Linked DNA regions of Pan troglodytes: all the other regions are linked to region 3. The links are chromatin contacts, called in public HiChIP or PLAC-seq maps. All regions are on one chromosome and are shown on one strand. Each heading gives the region's core, a stretch centred on a gene start, on an enhancer-like site or on the middle of the called end of the contact. The rest is flanking DNA. Distances are from core to core; before and after follow the strand shown.

Region 1 (2,828 bases), core at 289-2,788, 640 kb after region 3:
TCAAGAGCACTTAGAAATCAGCTGGAGGCCAGGCATGGTGGCTCAAGCCTGTATCTCAGCACTTTGGGAGGCTGAGTTGGGAGGATTACCTGAGGCCAGGAGTTTGAAACCAGCCTGGTCAACATAGCAAGACTCTGTCTCTACAAAAGGAAAATTTTCAAAATTAGCCGGTTGTGGTGGCACAGGCCTGTTGTTGCGGCTTTCTGGGGAGGCTGAGACAGAAGGTTGCCTTGAGCCCAGAAGTTCAAGGCTACAGTGAGCCACTTTCACACCACTGCACTCCAGCCAGGGAGACAGAGGGAAACCCTGTCTCAAAAAAAGAAAAGGAAATCAGCTGGGGGCAGGGATGGGTGTGGGTTGGGACAGCAACTCTGGTCACTCACCATTCCAAGGTGGAGGCTTCCAGTGGGCTGTTTCTTTGCTTGGGTACATAACAGCTCCCCCAAACTGCTGTGCCCATTCCACATCTGGCTGCCACTGCCGAACACCTCTGAGGAGTTAAAGACAGATCCTAGACAAAGGGCCTGAACAGTGTTTGGTTCCTGTGTTCCCATTCACTCTCAAGGGGACCCAGGAAGGATGTCCTGTTTTTTTGTTTTGTTTTGTTTTTTGTTTTTTTTGAGACTGGGTTTCACTCTTGTTGCCCATACTGGAGGGCAATGGTGTGATTTTGGCTCACTGAAACCTCTGCCTCCCGGGTTCAAGCGATTCTCCTGCTTCAGCCTCCCAAGTAGCTGAGATTACAGGCATGCGCCACCAAACCCGGCTAATTTTGTATTTTTTTAAAGACGGGGGTTTCTCCATTTTGGTCAGGATGGTCTCGAACTCCCGACCTCAGATGATCTGACCGCCTAGGCCTCCCAAAGTGCTGGGATTACAGGTGTGAGCCACCGCGCCCAGCCAATGTCCTGGATTTTTTAATGCCAAGTCACTGATCTGAAGTTAATGTAGCTTCGGCAAAATAAGCTGGAACTCTAGAGGTTCCATTCCTACTAACAAATTATTCCTGGAATAACTCCACCCATCACCCCTGGGCATGCAAGGTTGGGATCCTAGCTTCTTCATATTTTCATCGTATTGATATTATCAACCAGGTGAATATGAACGTGAGAAAAGTGTTTGTTCAAGGTCAACGACAGAGAGAGCGAGCATTCTGGCTCTTTGGCTGAGCTCTACTCAGGTATGACAGGAGAGGTGCATTCAAATTACTGAAGCTAAAAAGCAGAGTCTCCCACTCCGCTGATTTCACCTCGGCACGAACGAACTCTAGACCCTCTCCCCTCCCTCGCCAGAGTGGGCGCCACTGCATCCCGTAGCCCAAGAAATCAGGGATGGACAATGGGGTCACAGGCTTGGGTTATTATTTTCTGGGGGAGTAAAGCGTCCCCAACCTGAGAAACCCTAGCCTTGGAGAAAGTGTGTCGAGAGCTGCCCTCGATCTCACCTGCTGGGCTGAATCGGCAATCGGACTCCAGCCCCAGGCCGCAGCACCTGGGCCGCGACGCCCCGAAAGCCGCACAAAGCCCTCAGCGCCGCCATCTTACTCCGGCTGCAGACTGCGGGAAGGAGAACCGGGCGGAAGTAACTCCAGCGCGCCTCCTTCTTGGCTTCTCACCTATTCGCACAGTGAAGCCGCCCTCTTGGAAGCTGGCAGGGTCGTTTACCGTCGAACTGACAACATCCGGGTCCTGTGACTCGGCTTCACTTGCGTTTAGATAACAGTGACTGCGGTCATCTTTACTGAGGGCGGTTCCTCCCACAGCTCCTGGCTGGCTTTTCTAGGAGCGAGCAAGGGAAAATTGCCGTTCCTGCGTGGGGCAGATACTTCGTGTTCTCTCGCCGAGCCCGCCTGCGTATCTTGGAAACGCGCGGCGCTTCCTTCCCTACTCCCTTCCGCCTTGGCCGCCCTCATGCTTTAGTCCTGCTCTCGGATTGTATCTGAGCCCTGCCCTTATAGGGTAGCCCCAGGCTTTGCCAATTACTTTCCCATCACTGAATCCAAAAGACAGGAGTTGGGAAAGCCAGCTAATTTCCAGATGTCATAAATTGAGATTGGAGAAAGAAGCCTAAGTGGGGCTGGGCGGGTCTGAGAGCTCCCGCCAAACCAAAACAAAAAAGAATAGGATGCCAAGGCCGCCGGCATTGGTGGTGCGGAGGGGAGTGTCGGGGTGTGTAGGAGCCACCTCATCCCAGATGGGGGAGTGGAGGTCCACTGTGGGTGACCCTGACATCCTCCGGGCTTCCCGAACCTACAGAATCACAGACCCAGGAAGCGCCCTTAGAGATGCCTCACACCCCACTTCCGTCTTGCGTCAGCCTCTTTTCCCTAACGTCTTTCTGACCCTGCTATAGCCCTCCTGGGTAATGGCCAACAGCATGGAAATGTAGTAGCACCAGGAGTCTGATCACAATTCTGTATGGACAAAGATTCTTCCAGCCTTAGAGGCTAGTTCCTGTTTTCTCCCTCTGCCTCTAAGCCCAACTCCAGCTGGGCCACCCACCCGTAGAGTTTGTACAACTCTCCAACTCTGAGCCTGGAAAGAGGCCTTCCCCAGATATCCCCTAGACAGGATCCCAGGGACACAGCCCACCAGCAGCGCAGCAGGGTGAGGCAGACAGACCAGGAAGCAGAGATGGTGGAATTCTTCACTGCAGAGAAAGAGGGGAAAGCCAGACTTCTGGCCTGGGAATTGACCTAATGGGAACTGTACCAAAGGGTGGGGCCAGATCCTTAGCTGTGGGAACTGACCAGGACCTGGGCTAGACAAGGCAGCTGCCACAGAGCCAGGGCAGAGGTTTGGTCCCTCTGTTGTCCTCATTCCTTGCTC
Region 2 (2,853 bases), core at 339-2,838, 620 kb after region 3:
TGGAGTCACAAAGACACACTCTGGGCTCTTCACAGAAAATGTTTCTCTACCCTCTCTGATTCAGAAAAGACACAATCAGGTTACGGCCCATTCCTCCCCATAACACACACAATTCCTCTTCCTCCAGACCTGGGTCCCAGATTGGTTTTTAGGGAGATGACCCAGGTGTGTGGAGCCCTCACCTCAGTGGGACTGAGCTGCCAATCCCCTGCATAGGCCGCATGGAGGTGATATCCCGGCAAGCCCAGGGCACTCATGTGTATAGTGTGCGCCACCTGAGGAAAAGAGGATTCAGTGGAGAAAAGCGCATTCCTGCTCCACTTCAATCCCTCATCCCACCCTTAGTCTTTTCCCCATCCAGAGGGCCTCTCAAGAATCCTAAATATTCCAACATATACAGAGAAGGTCATCAGATTAAAAGCAACAAGTCCCACAGGCACGGAGGTAAAGAGAACCCCATATCCTCCCTCATTTGTCCCACATAGACTGGCTAGGGCTGGAGTACAAAGGAAAGGAGAAGATGATCCAGGGACAGGAAAGGGGGAATAGTAAGGAGGGGCCAGAGAAGTGGGAGCACCTGGAAATGGCTGCTCAGAACCTTGTTGACAACGAGCTTCACGCCCTCCATCTGTGCTGGGAATACATCTGAAGGGGGTAGGGGAAGGGAAGGAATAAGCACAGACAAAGAACCCCTATCCCAAAAGATAGTCTCCCCTTTCAATCCCATAGGGAACACTTTGGAGGAATTAACCTCCTTTCAAGTCCTGCAATGAAATGCTCCACTTCATTTGGGCACCTGATCCTCCCTGAGGCTGCATGACCCAGCTATGATCTCCCCTTTCCTGCTCCCATCGCCAGACATCCGGCATTCAAGACCCTCCACTCCTCTGCCCCTTCATCCTGAGACACCCAAGTGCCAAGTTCTCACCTTTGCATAGCCGGTGCAGCTCATCGAAGCTCCCAGGGTTGGGCAGGGGTTCCTCTCGGCGGGGGCTCCGGCGGGGCAAAGTCCCCATTGGTGCCAGGCCCAATGTGTTCCCCATTTTAGTCCAGAGGACTGGGAAGGGCCGAGGTTAGCCTGTGAAAGGACGCTATTGCCCCTTTACCCCCCAACGGGCCCCACCCCCCATTATCCGGCTCCCCAGCCTCAGAAACTTCCACATGGTCCGACGCTACACCTGGAACAGGAAGAGTAGGGAAGGAGAGCACTCATGGAGAGACAACCCTAGGCACACTCCCGCCCCATCTTTGATCTCTCACCCCCACTTGTCACCCTTGTCCTCTCTCCCTTTCTCTGATCCTAGCCCCCACCACAGACTTCACCTAGCTCCCTAGCCTCTCTATTCTTCATTCCCAGGCCCCAAGACCAGGCCTGCAATGGTGCAGTATCCCTTACCATCTCAGACCATCATGCTGCCCCTTTCCCCCCGGCACACCCCGGTCATCTTGATGGGGGCAGCCATCTTGAGTGATGGCAGAACTGCAGCTTCACGCTGCATTCTTAGCGTGGCCGTAAGCGCCATCTTTGAATCTGGCAAAGAAAGCTGTCAAAGACCCAACCCAACCCTGATTGGGCCCCGCCCAATCAATGAAAAAAAAAAAAAAAGCCTCCTATTTACCATGGGCCAATGGGAAGGGAGGAAGAAAATGAGTGGCAGGTCTGACGGCCCAAGAGCTTCAACCCTGGAGCTGCAGAGGCGGGCAGGACTTGAAGTGGAAGGCTTTAGATCACTAGGCCTCTCCAAGGTCGGAAAAAAACTTGTGAGCGTGCAAGACACTAGAGGGAGCATCTTGTAGCTTGGGCCACTGAAGCTCCTTCCACCCATGTAGTTTCATCCATCAGAAAAGTGAAACTACAGCTTGTAGACTGGCATAGTGTGAAGGGTGGCAGAAAGAACGATTATGAAGACTTCTTTGGAACCCTGGTTCATTTCTTTCGCTCCCTTCTCTCCAAAGAACCCATGGGAAATCCTCCTCACAGCCCTCCACAGCGCACCTCCAAATGAGTACTACTCATTAAGCGCAGCACTCCCTAGAACAGGGACCCACCCTTCTCTTCTGGAGGTCTACATCTCTCGAAGTCCCCGCTCTTGACCACTTGGTGGAATGGAAACGGGTGTGAGAGTTTGGCGCAGAGGAGTAAGTTCTAGCAGAACTATTCGCTGAAACAGCTGCTTTCTGTATTTAACCCTTCCTTCCCTGAGTTCCAAGGCAGAGTTGGCAAATAAAATCTAGGAATATGGAGCCTGGCCCCCAAAAGCACTCCATCCCAGGACCAAGGACAAGCCAAAGGGCTGACCTCAAGCACTAAGCGCTCCACAGGGGAATAATTGAAAATGGAGTAAGAGTTCTTGGTCTTGGAGGGTGAAGGGTGGGAGGAGGGAGAAGATCAAGAAAAATAACTAATGGATATTAGGCTTAATACCTGGGTGATGAAATAATCTGTACAACAAATCCCCATGACACAAGTTTACGTGTGTAACAAACTTGCATATATAGGCCAGGCGCGGTGGCTCATGCCTGTAATCCTAGCACTTTGGGAGGCCGAGGCGGGCAGATCACCTGAGGTCGGGAGTTCAAGACCAGCCTGACCAACATGGAGAAACCCCGTCTCTACTAAAAATACAAAATTACCCGGGCGTGGTGGCGCATGCCTGTAATCCCAGCTACTTGGGATGCTGAGGCAGGAGAATCGCTTGAACCCAGGAGGTGGAGGTTGCAGTGAGCCGAGATCATGCCATTACGCTCCAGCCTGAGCAACAAGAGCAAAACTCCGTCTCAGGAAAACAAACAAACAAAAAAACCTGCACATACACTTCTGAATTTAAAACAAAAGTTAAAAAACAAAGATTT
Region 3 (2,700 bases), core at 106-2,605:
TCCTGGCTGCACTTCCAGCATCTGCCCGGCGCAGCTGACTCTGCTGGCGCTGGGGTTGCTGAGCTCGCAGCCATCACTCGGGCCCGGAGCCTCCAACATGGCCGCGCCCAGAGACAAGGCGGCTTCCTGCCCTACCATCGAGTAGACTCCGGCTAGAACATCCTTCCCCTGGGACTCGCCAGCCTCGGCGGCTCTGCTGCTCCCTCGGAGGACCACGTCGGCCGCAGGAATCTGGACTTATCGCTGAGGGGCGGAGCTTCGGCCCCATTCAGCGCGGCCTTTCCACCCTTGTTCCCTCTGACCCCTACCCCCAAAGTTGATGGTAAAGGATAAGCTTCCCCAAATACAGGGTTTCTCGAGCTCTTAGTATTGAAATTTTCAGGAAAGAGACATCAGGAGCAGCTGAACTCAAATGTGAAATAAAGGTCGCACCAGCTGAATCAGAAGCATCATTTTATGCATTTGAAGTAAAATTTTTTTCAATATTATGGAGCCATCTTTACTGTGCATTTCATGATTATTTTTCCTTTTTCTGCCCAATTTCATTATTGGGGTGTGAATCCTTGTTGATGTTTACTGTCTATTTATTTTGAAGATACTAATCCTATATTTTTGTAAGTCAATGTCCTCCAGCCAGGACTACAAGAAACCAACTTTAATTAAGCAAGTTGGTTTTATTACTCAGTCATGAGTTATGGAGAATTTCAGGGCATCTCAGCACGAGGATGTTAGGAAGATCCTATACAGATTTTGGGCTTTTATTTGGGGATTTTGGAAAGGGTTGAAGGAAGCAGGCTTTGCTCCAGACTGAATGCTGCAGGAAGATACTCAGTACAGTGAGTATATTTTATATATCTTTTGTATAGGGAGGACAGGTGAGAGAGATACTAAAGCTGTAATTGGTCAAGAAGTAGCAGCTATAGTACTGGTATAAAGATAGATACATCGACCTGTCTCTATTCTGGAACAGAACAAACCCTTGCGTGTGGAGTCCTAATTAGGGAAAAGGAGTCAGGCTGGCTGGACGAAGGGAAGCAAAAGGAGAAAGCAGACAAGCCATAAGTCTGCCTTTCTTCGTGGTCCAGGACACATAGCCCTGCTGTGCAAATAACTCACAATCTGCCTGTGCCCAGCCATCACCAGACCCTCAGCTGATAGAAAAATGGAAGTTAGTTCACTGCAACCCTGGCATTATTAGTACTGCACAAAGCCCTCTTCCACCCACAACATAAGCACCATTCTACAAAATCCCCAGCAAGCCTTTGTTTCCTAGCTGTCAGCTTCTCTCTTGCTGACCTGCCTGTTGCACCCTTGCAATGTATTTTCATACTTTATCTAATAAACCTGCCTTTCTTTACCTACAACTGTGTTGGTAAATTCTTCCTACCACCCACGTCACCAGCCCAGAAAGCTGCTAATCACCTGCAACACTGCATATATGTTAGAATAATCTTCAAAAAGAGTGCCAAGACCACACAATGGAAAAAGGACAATCTCCTCAACAGTGTTGGGAAAAACTAGATATCCACATGCAAAAGAATGAAGATGGACCTTTACCTTGGACCATATACAAAAAATAACTCCAAATAGATTAAAGACCTAAAAATATAACATTCTTAGTAGAAAACATAGGGGGAAAGCTTCATGGCCTTGGATTTGATAAAAATGTTGAAACAGGTAAGGGTTAATGGTCTCATTGTCTAAGGTGTTATCCGAACTTGTCTAACGACCGAGAAAATTAAGGAGCATGGGCACAAAGAGTGAGGTTGAAGCAAAAGTTTAATAAGCAAAAGAAGAAAGCTCTCCACAGCAGAGAGGGGAGCCCAAGTGGGGTGCCATTTTTACAGCTGAATTCAAAACCTATTATAAGAAACTCCTCTCATCTCTATAGTTGTTTGAGTAACTTCTCTTATGAATAAATCTGTCTGTGCAACTTCCCTTATCTTCTGCCGATGTGGGTATGTCTCTAGGCAAGCACAAAGCGTGGGTTCTCTTGTTTGTATCACTGTAGGTTTGTTTTAGGTAAGCCCCCCTCCTTCCTGTGCAAGTTCCCACGGAGTCCACTGTGTATATACCTGAAAAGGGGAGGAAAGTTTTTCCTGGGAGCTCGCCAATTACACGAAGAATGAAAAGCGTCTGTGCTGGACCCTACCTGCTTATCTGTGCAGGTGCAGCCTGAGTTTTGCCTAAGCTGCTCTATTTTGTTTGTAGCTGTGATTTTTCAGGCAGACTGCTTCTTCAAGGGCTAGCCTTAGCTGTCTACCTAACTGATTTTTCCTTTTCTTCTCCCTCAATTTTTTGGATAAAATACCAAAAGCACAGGCAACAAAAGCGAAAATAGACAAATGGGACTATATCAAACTTTAAAGTGTCTGCATATCAAGCAAAACAGTCAATAGAGAGAAAAGGAATTTGTATGGAATGGGAAAAAATAATTGCAAAGCATATATCTGATACGTTAATATGCAGAACATATAAAAAACTCCTACAACTCGACAACAGAAAAACAAGTAACCCAATTTTCAAAAAACTGGGTAAACGACCAGAATAGACATTCCTCCAAAGAAGATATACAAGAGGCCAAAAAGCACAGGAAAAGATGCTCAAATTGCTAATCATTAGAGAAATGCAAATCAAAACTACAATAATAATATCATCTTACACCCATTAGGATGGCTAGTATTTTTTTCAAGCACAGAA

Evidence for each region. HiChIP or PLAC-seq counts read pairs in DNA pulled down with a chosen protein or histone mark.
Region 1: an H3K4me3 HiChIP or PLAC-seq map of stem cell-derived excitatory neurons shows a contact between it and region 3, with 5 times the contacts expected there. The contact joins the promoter of NDUFS2 here to the promoter of DUSP12 in region 3. A contact is called at or near these places in 1 of 7 Hi-C or Micro-C datasets (stem cell-derived neural progenitor cells) and 1 of 1 datasets of contacts at active chromatin or transcription factors (stem cell-derived excitatory neurons).
Region 2: an H3K4me3 HiChIP or PLAC-seq map of stem cell-derived excitatory neurons shows a contact between it and region 3, with 6 times the contacts expected there. The contact joins the promoter of TOMM40L here to the promoter of DUSP12 in region 3. A contact is called at or near these places in 1 of 7 Hi-C or Micro-C datasets (stem cell-derived neural progenitor cells) and 1 of 1 datasets of contacts at active chromatin or transcription factors (stem cell-derived excitatory neurons).

Annotation. Positions count from the first base shown.
Region 1 is chr1:88,015,171-88,017,998 of NHGRI_mPanTro3-v2.0_pri, forward strand. NDUFS2 (NADH:ubiquinone oxidoreductase core subunit S2) reads right to left here and starts at 1,539. Exons shown (of 14, transcript NM_001071826.1): 1 at 1,445-1,539; 2 at 384-490. The coding sequence starts at 1,539.
Region 2 is chr1:87,991,510-87,994,362 of NHGRI_mPanTro3-v2.0_pri, forward strand. TOMM40L (translocase of outer mitochondrial membrane 40 like) reads right to left here and starts at 1,589. Exons shown (of 10, transcript XM_001173832.7): 1 at 1,397-1,589; 2 at 929-1,178; 3 at 578-645; 4 at 183-275. The coding sequence starts at 1,043.
Region 3 is chr1:87,374,228-87,376,927 of NHGRI_mPanTro3-v2.0_pri, forward strand. DUSP12 (dual specificity phosphatase 12) reads right to left here and starts at 1,356. Exons shown (of 6, transcript XM_514446.6): 1 at 1-1,356. The coding sequence starts at 138.